Regions from separate parts of the Mus musculus genome. Here region 1 is linked to region 2. Evidence: chromatin contacts called from public Hi-C data. All regions are on one chromosome and are shown on one strand. Each heading gives the region's core, a stretch centred on a gene start, on an enhancer-like site or on the middle of the called end of the contact. The rest is flanking DNA. Distances are from core to core; before and after follow the strand shown. Region 1 overlaps Nmnat2 (nicotinamide nucleotide adenylyltransferase 2). Region 2 overlaps Rgl1 (ral guanine nucleotide dissociation stimulator,-like 1).

The links. A called contact is a pair of places that touch in the nucleus more often than the background predicts.
Region 1: a contact with region 2 is called in a Hi-C map of uterus, with 4 times the contacts expected there. The contact joins two enhancer-like sites. A contact is called at or near these places in 4 of 15 datasets of contacts at CTCF or cohesin (the NIH/3T3 cell line, embryonic stem cells, large pre-B cells and 1 more), 22 of 484 Hi-C or Micro-C datasets (B cells, the G1E-ER4 cell line, the HPC-7 cell line and 13 more), 10 of 115 datasets of contacts at active chromatin or transcription factors (astrocytes, embryonic stem cells, extraembryonic endoderm stem cells and 4 more) and 1 of 9 other capture datasets (embryonic stem cells).

The regions. Positions count from the first base shown.
Region 1 is chr1:153,088,344-153,095,852 of GRCm38.p6, forward strand. It overlaps Nmnat2 (nicotinamide nucleotide adenylyltransferase 2), which reads left to right. Exons shown (of 11, transcript NM_175460.3): 6 at 441-521; 7 at 2,154-2,198; 8 at 5,694-5,770. Among named protein-coding and RNA genes, the nearest start is that of Lamc2, 94 kb to the right of the region's middle. Within about 2 kb of position 4,163, at least 133 of the 459 cell types and tissues checked have an H3K27ac peak or open chromatin away from gene starts, as enhancers often do. A contact at or near this core is called in the NIH/3T3 cell line, pancreatic cancer cells, reprogramming fibroblasts and 2 more, where this site is marked.
Region 2 is chr1:152,534,027-152,541,058 of GRCm38.p6, forward strand. It overlaps Rgl1 (ral guanine nucleotide dissociation stimulator,-like 1), which reads right to left. Exons shown (of 18, transcript NM_016846.4): 10 at 5,911-6,000; 11 at 3,705-3,791; 12 at 2,241-2,273. Gm51749 (a long non-coding RNA gene) reads left to right here and starts at 5,996. Exons shown (of 3, transcript XR_003948740.1): 1 at 5,996-6,449; 2 at 6,533-6,596. Within about 2 kb of position 2,560, at least 68 of the 459 cell types and tissues checked have an H3K27ac peak or open chromatin away from gene starts, as enhancers often do. A contact at or near this core is called in the NIH/3T3 cell line, pancreatic cancer cells, reprogramming fibroblasts and 2 more, where this site is marked.

The DNA of each region.
Region 1 (7,509 bases), core at 2,913-5,412, 560 kb after region 2:
AACATGCTAAGCAATAGTTCTCTCTGGAAGTGGGATTGCAGGTGCTGTTCCCTTTTCTCCTTATATATCCCCCTTTCCTCTATTTTCCACTTTTCAACAATGCAGTAAATATGATCAGAGAGTAGACTGCCATGTATGGCTCACAGTGCTTGTACCTTAGACTCAAGAAAGAACTTCTGGCAGTCATTGTTCTGTCCTTCCTTCCTTCCTTCCTTCCTTCCTTCCTTCCTTCCTTCCTTCCTCCCTTCCTTCCTTCCTTCCTTCCTTCCTTCCTTCCTTCCTTCCTTCCTTCTTTCCTTCCTTCCTCTTGCCTTCCACTTTCCAGCCCCACCCTCTCCAGTACACCCCTGTTTACAGTGGCCCCAAAGCTGGGCTGACGTGAGCGTCAGGTGTGAGTGGTTCTTTCCCTCTGTCTCTGTCTGTCTTGTTCTCTCCCATAGCCAAGATCTTGGGAAAGGTGGGAGAAAGCCTCAGCCGGATCTGCTGCGTCCGCCCACCAGTGGAGCGCTTCACTTTTGTAGGTAAGGTGACAAAGGCTGCCTTTCCCCGCTTCATCTTTCTTCTTTCTCACCTCCCTTCATACATCAGCAGGTCGTCCCACCCCCAGAGACTCATATGTTGAATTGTTAATCCCCCACCAAGGACAGTATTAAGAACTAGAGTCTCAGGACTCTAAGATGGATTGCACACACACACACACATACACCAAGAAATAAGCAAACAAACAAGATGTAATTAAAATTGTTTTTAAAGAAAATGCCCCGCAGAGCTAGCTCTCCCTTCCCACCATCTGAGGATGTAAGGAGATGACAGTATCCATGCTGGCTCCTTCATCTTGGGCTTTCAACACCCACAACTTTCAGGAGTAAATTCCTGTTGTTTAGAGGTCATTCCTCCCATGGTATTTGTTGTAATGGCCTGTATGGCCTTGGGCATCCTTTTGTGGAGTGGTCATTTGTAGAGCAGCAGTTGAAAGAGACCAGAGATTGGGCTGGTGAGATGGCTCAGTGGGTAAGAGCACCCGACTGCTCTTCCAAAGGTCCGAAGTTCAAATCCCAGCAACCACATGGTGGCTCACAACCACCCGTAATGAGATCTGATTCCCTCTTCTGGTGTATCTGAAGACAACTACAGTGTACTTACATATAATAAATAAATAAATATTTAAAAAAAAAAAAAAAAAAAAAGAAAGAGACCAGAGACAAGCAGGAATGCCAGGCCTACAGTGTGGAGAGCTGACGGAGCAACAGGGTGTGGTGATCCCCAAAGGCCTTTTGTGCTCCTCTCCCTCCTCCAGCCTGTGCTCATCCCTCACCCCGTGCTCCATAAAATGTGTCTAAAACACCCTGGGTGTCCCCAAGAGTCCTGGATCCTACAGATCTGCTCAGGCAGTGCCTGTCCCTCCAGTGGACACACAGGAGCCATCCCTGGGCTCCCACTATCTTTTTGGTGCTCCTCAAAGACTCAGCTTGGGTGAGAACTTTCCCCTTCTAACTCCGGCTGCCTTCTGCCATTTTGGAGGTTCCAGTTTGGGGCATATTGAGAGGAAACTAAGAGACAGCTGAGGAGGCAGAGGCAGGGACAAGGCGGCTCACCTATAGATTTGTGTGTGCACACGTGTGTACCTTGGGCACCTCCATGCAGACAGTACACACCAGGAACAAGATGCCAGAGGCATGATCCTTCCATATTTTGTGACATCCCACCAAGGAAATGACTCAGCATGCCAAATTTGCTGGTTCTTTAAATCAGGAAGCAACTGGAGTGGGAGGAGGCCACCTCCTGTGACCCCAAATTCTGTGTCCCAGGTTCTGAGGGTACAGTTCTTGAGGGCAGCCTTCCTGGGGTACAGATATAGAAAGCACTCAACGTGACTGTGTCTGTCACTGGTTTCCCCTTGAGATGGTCTAATTATGAAAATCCCAGAAATACAAGGGTCTGCCCAGCTGGGGGCGAGGATGCTTCCTGTCAGTTGATACATCTTTCCTCATCTTACCCCAGCCTCTATCACTGAGGAGGCTCTCAGCTCCCTAATGCTCTTCTCTCTCCCTCTCTCTCTCCCTCTCCCTCTCCCTCTCCCTCTCCCTCTCCCTCTCCCTCTCCCTCTCCCTCTCTCTCCTGTTCATCTGTCCTCTTCCCGTTTATCCCCACAGATGAGAACGCCAACCTGGGCACAGTGATGCGGTATGAGGAGATCGGTGAGTTGAACTCTGACAGTGGGGACTTTTGGAGCCTCTTGCCTCCAGTCACCTGGGAGCAGCAAGTTCAGGAAGGGTGGAGGCTTGAGACCTGGAGTGGGTTTACAGCCAGGTCTACGGTCAGAATGTTCCTTCTGGAGTGTAAGATCATAATCTTACCTAGAGCCTATCGAACATCTCCCCATTAGACTCACTCCCCAGTAGTAGATCAGCCATCAATCTTCCCTTCACAGCCTCCCCTCCCTCATCTAAAAGAATGAAAGTCGAGCATCAGTGAGAGAGACCGTTGGTTTTGCCTACTGATACTGCAGACAAACAAGGCCGCTTCAGGTTTTTCAATGCTTTAAGGAAGAGAAGGAGGCCAGGGTTGGCTGAAAGCCACCATGTGGCTTGCCTGCAGCCTTGGCTGAAGCTAAGGTATCTATCCCACTGTCTGTGTGAGACCCTGGTGCCCAGAGTAGGTAGAAGCTGATTACAAACATCTGTTGGGGGCAGTGGGAGAGAAGGAGCTGACAGCTGGGTAAATCAACAAATCAGCAAGATGAAGCCTTCCCAGGGTTCCAGAGTGAAAGGCAGGTGGGAAACCCAAGTGCCTGCAGCTGGAAAGGCATGGCGGAGGCAGGCAGGAGTGGAGTTGGAGGCCGAAGATGATGAGGAGGGTCAAGTTGGTGGATGTCTAGAAGGAGAGGCAATTTGGTATCCAACCAGATCGGATTTAACTTCTAAAGATGTGTCAGATACCTTGTGGATACTCTTCTGAGGGAGCACTCGGGTTTGGGCTCCTGCTGTGATCTTAAGATGGCTGGTGTGTCTAAGTACCATGATAACCAGCAGATGTGATAACGTTTTGAGATGTAGTCGTGCCTGGGCTATTCCTGTTGCTTTCCTAGAACTATTTGTAAAATGTTGACAACTGGTTACTAATTGGCAGAGGCATTAGTGAGAATGGAGTGCAGTTAGCACACAGTTAGACTTCGTTGAACCAAAGCAACTCAAGAGCCTCACCTCTTATTTACCTTTTAGACTTTAACATCCTTTACACATCAGCTTGTCAGCTCTGAAGTCTCCAGGAGAGTGGGCACCTGGCTTTCTGGCCAATCGCCACAAAGCAAGCAAGTTCTGTAAGCCCAGAGGATCCAAAGGCAAAGCAGCCAGCGCTGAGTTCAAAGCTCTAAGCTCTAAGCTCTAAGCTCTGCATCCCTGCAGTCCCCTGTAGGAACTGTCACCCTGCTGCCTGTCTCAGTCCAGCAGAGCTCAGAACAGTCCTAGGATTTTTCAGTGTAATTTGTCTTTTCCCCGCCCCGAGAGCTTGAATTAGGCTCTGCTGTCTCTGCTGGGGGAAATCCCCTCTGGCTCCCCAGTCTGGCTAGCCTCCTCTGACTGCTTTTGCTTTCTGGAAGGGAAAGGGATCCCCGTGTCTGACAGGGAGGGATAATGAAGAATTCTTGGCTTCTGAAAAGGAGAGCCATGATGCCCCTGCTGACAGACAGACTCCAGGTTCACAGCAATACAGGTGGCAGCTGCCTCCGTGTACCGTGGGAACTGGGATGGGCCACTGGGCTACACATAGCTGGAATTCCTGAGCAGGGAGTGTGGAGGGAGAGTACTGGCCCTGACTGCTGGCCCTGGGTCAAGATGACCAGCGGAGGGAGGCAGACCCAGTGGAGGGCAAAGTGAGTAAGTCCTGCAAGGCCCTGGTACTCACAGGCTCCTTGCACACCACAAGGAAAATCCATCTTTTTTTTTTTTTTCTTTCCTAGCATCAGTGAGCCCATTCTGTTTTCAGCAGTTGGTTGCTTCCCTCATGGCTTTCCCAGTTCAAGGGCTTGTGGACTGGAAATATGGAAATCACTGCTGCCCTCCAGTGGCTTCATGTGGGACCACAGACTCTACCAGGGCCATTACCAATAAGCACATCTGCACTGGTCCCGGGCGTGGGGCGGGGTGGGGTGAGTCAGAGGTTTCACTCTGCCTCTCTGGGCTTTAGCCTATTTTTTTTTTAAGTCTCATATTATTCTTAGGCAAGAGTGTGAGTCCTAGCATAAGAATGGAAATCCCAGTTCAGGGTCTTCAGCCTTGGTGTTGCCAGCATTTAGGGGCAGGCATTGTGTGTTGTGGAGCTGCCCTGGGCACAGTAGGATGCCACTTAGCAGTGTCCAATCCACCAGATGCCAGTGACACAGTTCTCCTCTTCCCAAGCATGACATTCAGACATTGTGAAATCGCCCTTAAACTGTCCGGGGGCTATCTCTCAGGCAGCCCTCTTAGCTCTGCAACCACATCAATTGCTGGCCTAACTACTCACCATGTCTGAGTCCCCTCTGGGTGCCAGTCACTGCCAGGCCCTGGGGGTAGAAAGACAAATTAAGGTTCTGTGCCAAAGAGATAACATAAGCTCTCAGTCTTCATTGTGTTCCCTGAGGGAAGAACCAGAGACAATGAGATAGATGCTGGCTACTTTCTTCTGACAATGAGATAGATGCTGGCTACTTTCTTCTGCCTCAATCCCATCTAGAGACTCTCAGGGGCAAGCTCAACATCTGAAAGCCTTTGCCCAGCCCTGGGGTGTACGTCAGGCAAAGCCCCCGGGCTCTTAGGGACCATGGTAGCAGCCGTGTCTGGAAGACTAGTGGTCAGCTCTGCACAAGCGGTCTCATTGTCTCAGATACAACACGCTGGATAAGGCAGAAACCTGGGCAGCCTAAGATGTGCACTAAGATGTAGGACACTCTGAGGAATGTCAAGAATCTCTAGATTCTTTTCCTGTCACTCAGTTGAATCTCACCATTTGCTACCAATTTTAAATGACAATGAGCCTCAATGGGATAATTCAAATTGGGCTTAATGAGGAGGAGGAAAAAAAAAAAAAAAAAAAAGCAAGACAGGCATGGAGCACCACGGGTAAAGGGGAGGTGGCCCCAGCCTTGCTTCCTGAGCCCTTTGCTGAAGGCTACGTCCTCAGAAAGAGAGCGCACAGTTGATCAACTGGGATACTCCATCTTCACAGTCAGAGGTCTCCCTCCATCCCATCCCTGCCGTGTTAGCACTTGTTGAAGGAGGCCCACTCTAGGTGGAGAGAACACAGAAATAAGTGCCTGTTATCCAGCCCTAGGGAGGCTGAGACAGGAGGGTCCAAGAGTTCAAACCTCAGCTATATAGCAAGTTTGAGGCCAGCCTAGGCTACAGTCTCAGAAAGGAAGGGTGGGAAAAGGAAAGTAACAGTGGGGTGGGGGAGGGGCTCCGAGTCCTTATGCCAACGTATGTAGCTGGCTGCTGTTAGAGAGCCCAGCCATCCTGCGCTAGCCCTGAAGGTGGTGGTGGTGAGGTTGGGTTGGGGGTGCTGAACTATGGATACCCTGGGGTGGTGTTGTCAAGGCGACCTGAGCCCCACAGTTCTAAGAGTGCAGACTTAAGTGTTCTTGAGGGTAGAAAGCTGAGAGCTAGTACCCAGATCCTCCTCTGATGCTGTGTGCCACCTCTGCTCTCCCTCCCCAGAGCTGCGCATCTTGCTGCTGTGTGGTAGTGACCTGCTGGAGTCTTTCTGCATCCCAGGACTCTGGAATGAGGCAGATGTGAGTAGCCATATTCCCAAATCTACAAGCAGCTTGGGGTGGGGGTGGGGGCATGGGGGAGGCATGTTTGATTTTGGCTTCTGTCTCCCCCCAACAGTCACAGACTGGAATCTCTTGCCTCTTCAAAGTTCCCAAGAGGGCAATTCATTCACATGACCATGGAGGAAAGTTCTCACCTACCCCAGCCTTTGTCTCCTCACCCTCCTCCTCATCCTCACCCTGGGGAACCCTGGGAAAAAAGCACTCCGGGTTATAGAATGTCTTGTTCCAAGCGCTGCCTGGGGTGTGCATGCTGAGGTCACTGAGACATGAGGGGAGGGATCAAGAAGAAATTCTGCCCTTCGGAGGTTATAGGTGTGGCTTGTTTTCCTTTGCTGCCTTTGAAGGGATAGTAACTACTATCCCAGTCTCCCCATAGCAAAAGAATGGGGGTCCAGAGGGGGATCTCTGGTTAGAGGCATCCTTTAGATGACCGATTTGACTTAAGGGAAAGAGGCAGTTAAACCTAAGCCACTCAGAAGTTCTGACTCGGATGGCCAGTCCCCTGCTTTCCACACACGCTGTTCTCTCCTGCTGGTTTATTCATTCTCTCTTGGGCTAGATAGCCTGAGCTAAAACCAGCTCCAACCTCATGGCCCTATGCAAATTGCTTTTCTGTTCGTTTTTTTTTAAGAAAGGGTCTTGCTATGTAGCCCTGGCAATCCTCCTGCCTTGGTGCATTGCTGGCATCAACACCAGACTTTATCTTTTGTTTTGTTTTGTTTTTTTAATGAACTTGCTGGGTAACCACGCCAATCGTTCAGCTCCTCTAGTTACCCAATGAGACTCACTTTGCCCATTGTTTGGCATGCCAGTCTGACAGTTGACGAAACAATTGCAAACATCTCACACACACACACACACACACACACACACACACACACACACACACACGGAGCCAGACGTGAAAAGGCAGGTGCCCAAGGTCTCAAAAAGTTAAGGGGCACTTTTGAAATAAGCAGGGTCTAAGGCTTGCAACAGATGATTGCCATGAAGAAAGTGAAGTAGCCTGTAGGTGAGCCATTAGAGCTTTACCTGGGTTATGCTCCGAAAACAGTGACATTAGTGGACCCTAAGGGTGGAGCGTTAGCCATCAAAAGGTCACCCACTGGACACTTGCATAGGTCAGTAGTTCCAACTACCTTCCACAACCTCCAATTCCCCGAAACACAACTTGGGCAACTGCTGTCATGGTGACCGGTCCATCAAGTATTGTCTATAGTAAAGCTGGGGTGGGGGGGAGCACGGCTTCCAGGGAGGGTTTAGGAGGAAGCTTTGCCCTTTGAACTATAGGTGTGGCTTCTTAGGCTTTGCCATCTTTGAAGAGGTAGCCACCACTACCCCAGGCTCCCCTTAGCAAGAGAATAGGGGTGTGTGGGGTTGCAAGCGGGAATCGCAAAGGTAAATGAGATCCTTCCAAATGCAAAGCAAGCCAGGAACAAAAAGCAAGAGGATTTGTTTGAGTTTGCCCTTAGCATCACTCCGGACTCAGGTTTTTAAGATCTGGTATGTTATTGACAGTGGCCTGAGATTTCAAAGAACTTCCTGGTACAGCACCCCCTGATGATGAGCGTTAGGAGACGTGATGTAACATGAAAGGGGACATTTAGAATCAGAATTTAGAGTCCAGTTCTACCCCCAACACATCGTCTGAGTTTCCATTTTCCCATCTTTAAAATGGCCTTAATAATAGTGTTTAC
Region 2 (7,032 bases), core at 1,310-3,809:
TGCATAATGGCACCTTCCTTCCTGTTTCCATTCTTGGGGTTTTGGGATTTTTTTTTCTTTTAAATATAAGATCATGAAATATGTAAAAAAACAAAGCAAAACGAAACAAAAAAAAACCACCTTTTTTACTTCTATTTCTTATTTTTAAAAGAAGAAAAATGATTCAAGAAGCTCACAGCTCCCGAAGTAGCTTCTCCAATTCTTCCCCCTCAATAAATCCACACCAGTGGGGCTGACTGACAGTCTAAGCGGTCCAGGGTCTCAGAAAGCTGAGTGTTTAGGTTTTCCAAATCCTTGGGTTTTCACTACTCCAGTAAATCATCTAACTACACCTTCTAAGCTCCCAGAGAAGCACGCACGTATAATTATGCCCCGCATCACTTGGATCTCGTCAGGCGCTTCCAGGTCCCTTCTTAATGTCAGCACTCAGCACAAACTGCAGCTTTAGGCTCAGATTTTAACTTCATAGATGTTTAGCTTCTTATTATTAAAGGGAAAGAAGGTAGCATCCAGGCTCGTGCTGAAGTTAAAGGAGCATGCATGGCACACTGTGGAGGCGTAACAGGACAGGACAGAAGCAACTAAGAGTTGGCAGAGTCGTTGGGCCTTAGTCTTCCAATCAGTGGTCTCAACCCTTGGTCCAGTGCTATGGTTGAATATTTACCACCATGCCACAGGAAGTTCAGTGGACGAGGGACAGAAAGCTCCGGCTGGTTCATGTTGGTATCTTGTTGCTTTGGAGCCCAGCCCAGCTAGCGTCTGTGCACTGTGTTCGCACAGTGCTCTTTGTCCCTGTATGGTTCTCTAGCCTCACAAGCTGAGGCTAGCCTCAGCCTCCTGTTTGCTTCTCTAAGAAAGACCTCTGCTTTGAGCTTGTATAGATAAGTTATGGCTGCTTGTTCATCTGCCTATCTCCCTCCTGAATTATACACTTCCTGAGGGCAAGGCTCTGGCTTTCCACTGCAGAAGTTCCCAAACTCCCTGGTCCGTACACAACCATACAACCAGTGCAGGTAGCATGGGTGGATGAATAGAAGAGTAAATGACAGGCAGGCCCTACAGGGAGTTACCACACTCGCTCATTTTCCTTCCAAACACCAAATGCCTATCTCATATCCATCTGACACAAAATTACAGCAAAATTTACACTTCAAAAAAATAAAACACAGTGCAGGGGGCTAGAGAGGTGGCTCAGCAGTTAAGGGCACTGACTGCTCTCCCAGAGGTCCTGAGTTCAATTCCCAGCAACCACATGGTGGCTCACAACCATCTGTAACAGGATCTAATGCCCTCATCTGGTGTGTCTGAGACAGCTACAGTGTACTCATATACATAAAATAAATAAATAAATCTTTAAAAAACATAATGCAGAACTACTTGAAAGATCAAGCTTTTGATATATAACACCCTTCCAATACTGACAGGAAAGATGATAAAAGATAACACCTACTTCTAATAAGGACACTATATCCTTTCCTCTCCCAGACACACCCACAGGAGTAGTCGTCTTTGTTAATGTCATTCACTTTTATAAACTTCTTAAGTAAACTTGTTTGCTTTTTTTTTAATTTAAGCACTGACACATGTACACACACAAGGTGTATACAACATATTTTGGAATATGTATTTGTTATGAAATGACTAAAACAAGCTAACGTATTAGTTGTTTCACATACTTCTTTGTAGAAGAATATCCCACATATATTCTCAGCAATGATTTTCATATGTTTATATATGAATGTTATAGTTCATACACTGTTACTAAATATAGAGTAAACCTGTATTTCTAAACGTAGCTGTGAAGAAGATGATGGTAGGAAAGAAATCTCTCAACATCTCTCTGTCTCTGTGTCAGGGATCAAATATAAGACCTTATGCATGCTGACCACGTGCCCAACCACTGAGGTATGCTGCCAGCTCTACGCTACCTTTTCTTTATTAATGAGATTTGCAGCAGGACAAAATGTGAACTCCAGCTCACTGCCACCTTAACTGTGGACCAGTCCTTAATCTCTTCCATCCTCACCTTTAACTGAAGATGTGGGAAAAGAGCTTGCAGGGCTCTTGTGGAGTAATGTGTAGGAACATACCAACATAATGGTATATGTAAAAATGTTCAGCGAGTATTATTTTTCTGTCTCCAAAAACAAACAAAAAGAACACAATCTCTTTTCACTTCTTTCAGTGTCTCATGTCCAGGTGAAATTAAACAGCAAAGCGCAGGCGAAGGCAGTACTTACCCTTCTTCTTTTCTCGAAGTTGATCAGTCCACCCTGAAAGAAATGTTTGGAAGAACGTAAGCCACCGAACTGCAGAGCCCTGTGCTGACTGGGGTCACAGTGAATAGGTTAAAGAGATGAGAAAGTTGTAACTATTAATGATTTTATAAACGTGGCGACAACGTAGCAAGGCAACCACCCTTGTCCTGGAGCAAATGTCCCAAATGTCCCTTTACTTATGATGGAGCATTTCCTAAAATGTCTGAAACCAACTACAATAGCAGTGACGGAGGCGTGAGTCAGAATCCGTGAGTCAGAATCCAGACACATCTGCCCAGCTAGTGAGGAGCAAGCAATCCGCTCCCTCGTGCCCTGGGCCAGTCAACAAAAGCAGATGGCCACGGCCTCGTGCTGGAAGCCAAACTGTCAATGATTTATCATAAGGGAAGTCACTTCTCCACAGCCTCGTGGAAACAAGGTTTCAATTCTTCATCACCACTGCCGGGTGTAATTCCTCAGCATTCGCTTACTCTGCACCTTCTCAACCCTGATGGGAGGGAGGTTCCTGAGGCAGAGGATGCTGAGAGACAGAGCCTGGGAAATGCAAACGAGTGGGCGTGGTCTTAAAGAATCCAGGTTCCCTTTGTAGCTACAGCACCCATGCTGCAGGTTTCACAGGAGAACAGGGGATGGGGTACAGATGCAGGCTGCTTTGTTTTGTAGCCTGTTGTGTTTTGCTTTTTTCTGTGATTTATGTTTGTTTACCATCGCTAGGAACCGAATCAGGACATCAGAGGCGAGTGCTCTGAGGTAGAAGTTGAGCCCTACAAATTACCTTCAAATCTCCCAAATATCAAACCTTTTCCTATTTGCCTATCTGATCGTTTGAGTGGATTTTACCTCTTCCTTCATTGAAAAAGGAAGACAGGATGCGGATCCAAGCATATCCCCTGAACAGGCAGCAGTGACATAGGCGTTACAGAGAGGCAGGCCGGGACCCACTTGAAAATTCATTAACCTATCTCATCTGTAGCATCCAGGCAGAGAGAGTAGGGGAGGTTATCCCTGCCAGTCCATCTGTGGCACCGATGCTCAGACCCCAGCCCTCAAAAGGCAGCACAGTCGCGTCTGGCCTGGTGGAGCAGGCCGTGTGGAGCAGGCCGTGTGCATCAGGCCGTGTGCATCAGGCCGTGTGCAGCAGGCCGTGTGCAGCAGGCCGTGCTCTATCAGCTAATGTCCCTTAGTTTTCACTGCATTCCTGCCCACACTGCCGCCGTTCCCAGCCATGGCTGCTGCTGTGATGAGCAGTGCTCTCTTTTGATGGGCTCTGTGCCATCTCTGGCGTCTTCCGGTGTTTGCTTTGGTTTGCTGTGTTACCACCTAGCCATGTGTATTGTGGGTTCTAAACAGATCCTGAGAGAAACAAACTTCTCTATGCGGCCAAGAAGGCTGCAGGCACGGATGGACCAGCTGCAGAGAACCCACCTCAATGTAGTCCTGCAGGGCAGTGTCCAGCATGGTCAGGTCAGTCAGGAAGGTGCCCAGGTAAGGCACGGTACCCTGCATCACACCCTGAAAAGGAAGCAGAGAAGTGCCTTTACTGTCACTGAAATGTTAAAGGCGTCACAACCCATGCACCTGGATGAGACTAATTTGGACTTGCTAGTGTCTCTTGAAGGAATGAAATTGTTTTAAAGCCTTCACAAACAGGACAGAAACTGCACGACCTAATGTCTAACTTTTATTCAGGAAAAGCAAGCCTCCAACCAGGAGATCACACATGTATGCAGAGTGTCCACAGTGGCGTCTACTGTGCTTAGGCTCTGGTCGGTGCAGGATGCTCTCTTCAGTGTGTGTTGACCCACCTAGCTGTTTGGGATGCCCGGGATAGCCACAGCCTCAGCATCATCACTCAGAAGAGAGCACTATTTCCTGATGAATGAAGGAGTGCAGACTGTCAAGAGTGTGGGGCATCACTCAGAGTGACTGACCATCAGAAAGACAGAGAGAATAGTGACTTTAGACAGGTTAATCTGGCAGTCTTCATTCACCATGTTAATGGTAGGTGATCTCATCGCCATCAGTGTGACAGCAACTGACACCACACAACTGACACACACTGACACCACAGAACTCCTTCAGAGAATGTGAGGCGAGAGTACTTCATCTCTGTGAAATGCTTTCCAAACAGGTGTGACCTCTGTTTAATCACTAGACAAACAAACACAAACCCAGACTGTAGGACGCTCTACAGGACAACGAGGTGACTTGATGACTCTGGAGGTCATGACAAACAAGACTCTGAAGCTGTTATGGACCAAAAGTGATTAGAACATCATCATAGCTAAGTGCCGTTGGTACGCTGGACTTGAGTCCCAGAACAGACAGGTGGACTCCATGTGAAATCTAGATTTTAACTGGCAGGATTCTATTCTGTCTGTGTGCATTTCTTAGGGTTGTCTGTTATACTACCACTTTAGACCATATTAAAAGTGGGAAGAAATGAGTGGATTTTCTAACCCTCATCTCACCAAATCTCCTTTGAGTCTCTGTTCCCCACAAGACCACTGATGCGCAAGCATTCTTCAGGGAAAATAAATGGGGGGTGGGGGGTGGATGGAGTGGCACACAGACACCTTCTCATATATGCAGGTACTTAGGGAAACTGGCAGGAATACACAAAATCTGGACCAGGGCAAGACCAGGCCTCTTGGCACAAGGTGAGCCGTGTCCTCAGCCAGCTCACACCACACAGGACTTTGCCCTTCAGAAGCTCACTGTCAGCTGCAGTCCAGTTTGTCCTTTCTGTTGTGTGTGCAAGGTCTTATCCTGAACTAAAATAATCCCTACCACTCCCTCGGCAGCAGCTATTTTTAACTGTCTTTGAACAACCAAAAAGTTTGAAACACTTTGAGTTAGATCAGCTTTAGGTTACAGGAGAGTTCTAGCTCCCCAAAACATCGCTATGTTATATCCATCCACAAGGAAAGTTCTCTTTGGGCAAGGAAGAAAATATTCATTTGTCTAGACTCTAATGTGCTCTTCTGTCCCCACACCTTATGCCAAAAGCTGGGAACTTAAGGACAGAGGCAAAGACGATAATAATTATCCTTGTGCTTTCAGAAAGGACACATGGCACTCTCTGAGACGTGAACAACATGATCCGGTTAGTAATATTAATAGTAAGAAGACTAGAATAGTAAGGAATAGTAAGGAGACTGGGCAGTGATCAGAGAGCCTGGAAGCAAAGGGAATGATGTTCTCTGATACAAAGACCAAATCTTCCCAGCGGGAGACAATGCATTTCCTTGGCCATTACATCCCCAAAGCTGATGGAGACACAAGGCCTAGGAGGCTTCTTACCAAAATGGCAGCAGCAAGCAAGTGACAGCGGGTGGCGATGTCAGGAGGATGGAGGTACCCCATTGCACACTTCCCTCTATCACATCTGGTGTGTGTGTGTGTGTTTCAAGCGTTCACATGAAAATGTCTGTGGAATGTGTAACTTTTGGTATTCATTTTTCCCTGGATCTAACACTTTTGCTAAAGACCTCCCAGGTTAAGAACAAATTAGGCACAGGATGGAAGAGTCTTCTGACAAGTGTGGGCATCCTGCAGAAGGAATATGCTGACACCCGCCATGTGCCAGCCGCCTCTCTCCTGCTGGCTCTCAGACAATGGGCAGACATACCATATCCTTCTGCAGTTGCAGGCGCCTCTGGGTCCGCTTCTGGTTTTCTTTCACGCTGCTGTCCAGGTTTGCAAATTTTGAAGTTCCTTCCTAAGAAACAGGGCACAGAGGAAGGTCATGGAGGATGCCAGTCTAGAGAGAAGGAAAGGGTTATCTGCGTTCTCTGATACAATCTCTTCCAGTATTCCCAAGATGCCATGCCTGTAGGCCCTCAGGCCTAGCCCCCCACACCGCCCCGGCTCTGTAAAGGCAGAGTCCCTAATTTGACTAGAAAATCAACCATCACCATAAGATCAGCAACTCCCAAAATGGAAGATGGGTTTTTTTTTTTTTTTTTTGTACATCTCGAGTTTCACACAAAGTAATGTTATATCTTAAAAATGAAGCTTTCCTCTTGCACATTTTATGACTTGTTATCGTGGCCTGGAATGAGTGTGCCAGCATTCTGTGAAGGAAAGGCGCTACTTAGCTAAATGAAATCTTTACACAGCAAGATCTTGAGGAAGTCCAGGGTCGGAGTACATCTTGATTAGTGAAAGGTGAGCCATTTGTGGGTTTCCCTTAGTCCTCCTTAGATGCCTCTCTAGTTTGGAACTCTGACAAGTCTACCCTTCTTCTTAAGGCCTGAGGACAGAGGGCCACCCATGCTCCCTGCCTGCTGCCTGGAACAAGAACCCAGCTTCAAGGTAACAACTAATCATGGGTTTGCTGACTGAACATAAAATGTTTCAGTTTTGTGGTTTCAGGGTCTTGTTTAGTTCTCATTTTCCAGGAACTGCTTGAATGGATGGCAATTTCACAATTCAGTGTAACCTCTATGTTATTTTTTCCTTAGTCAGTTTCTCCAGGCTTTATCACATGACCTTAGCATGTGACCTTACATCACCATACAATTACAAAAGGAATCCTTCTGGGTGCCTGAAATAATGATGGCAGGGCAAAAATGCATTCTGTCAGTAACCAGCTGGGATCCTGGCTGTGCATGCCACTGGGGACAGAGTCCATCTCAGAAGTCTCTACCACAGATGATAAGAGAGAGCACAGTTTTCTTGGGGACACATGACAGGAATCTAGGATGTGCCACTTCACATACCAGGTAGCTGCAAGAGCTCCCAGATCCTC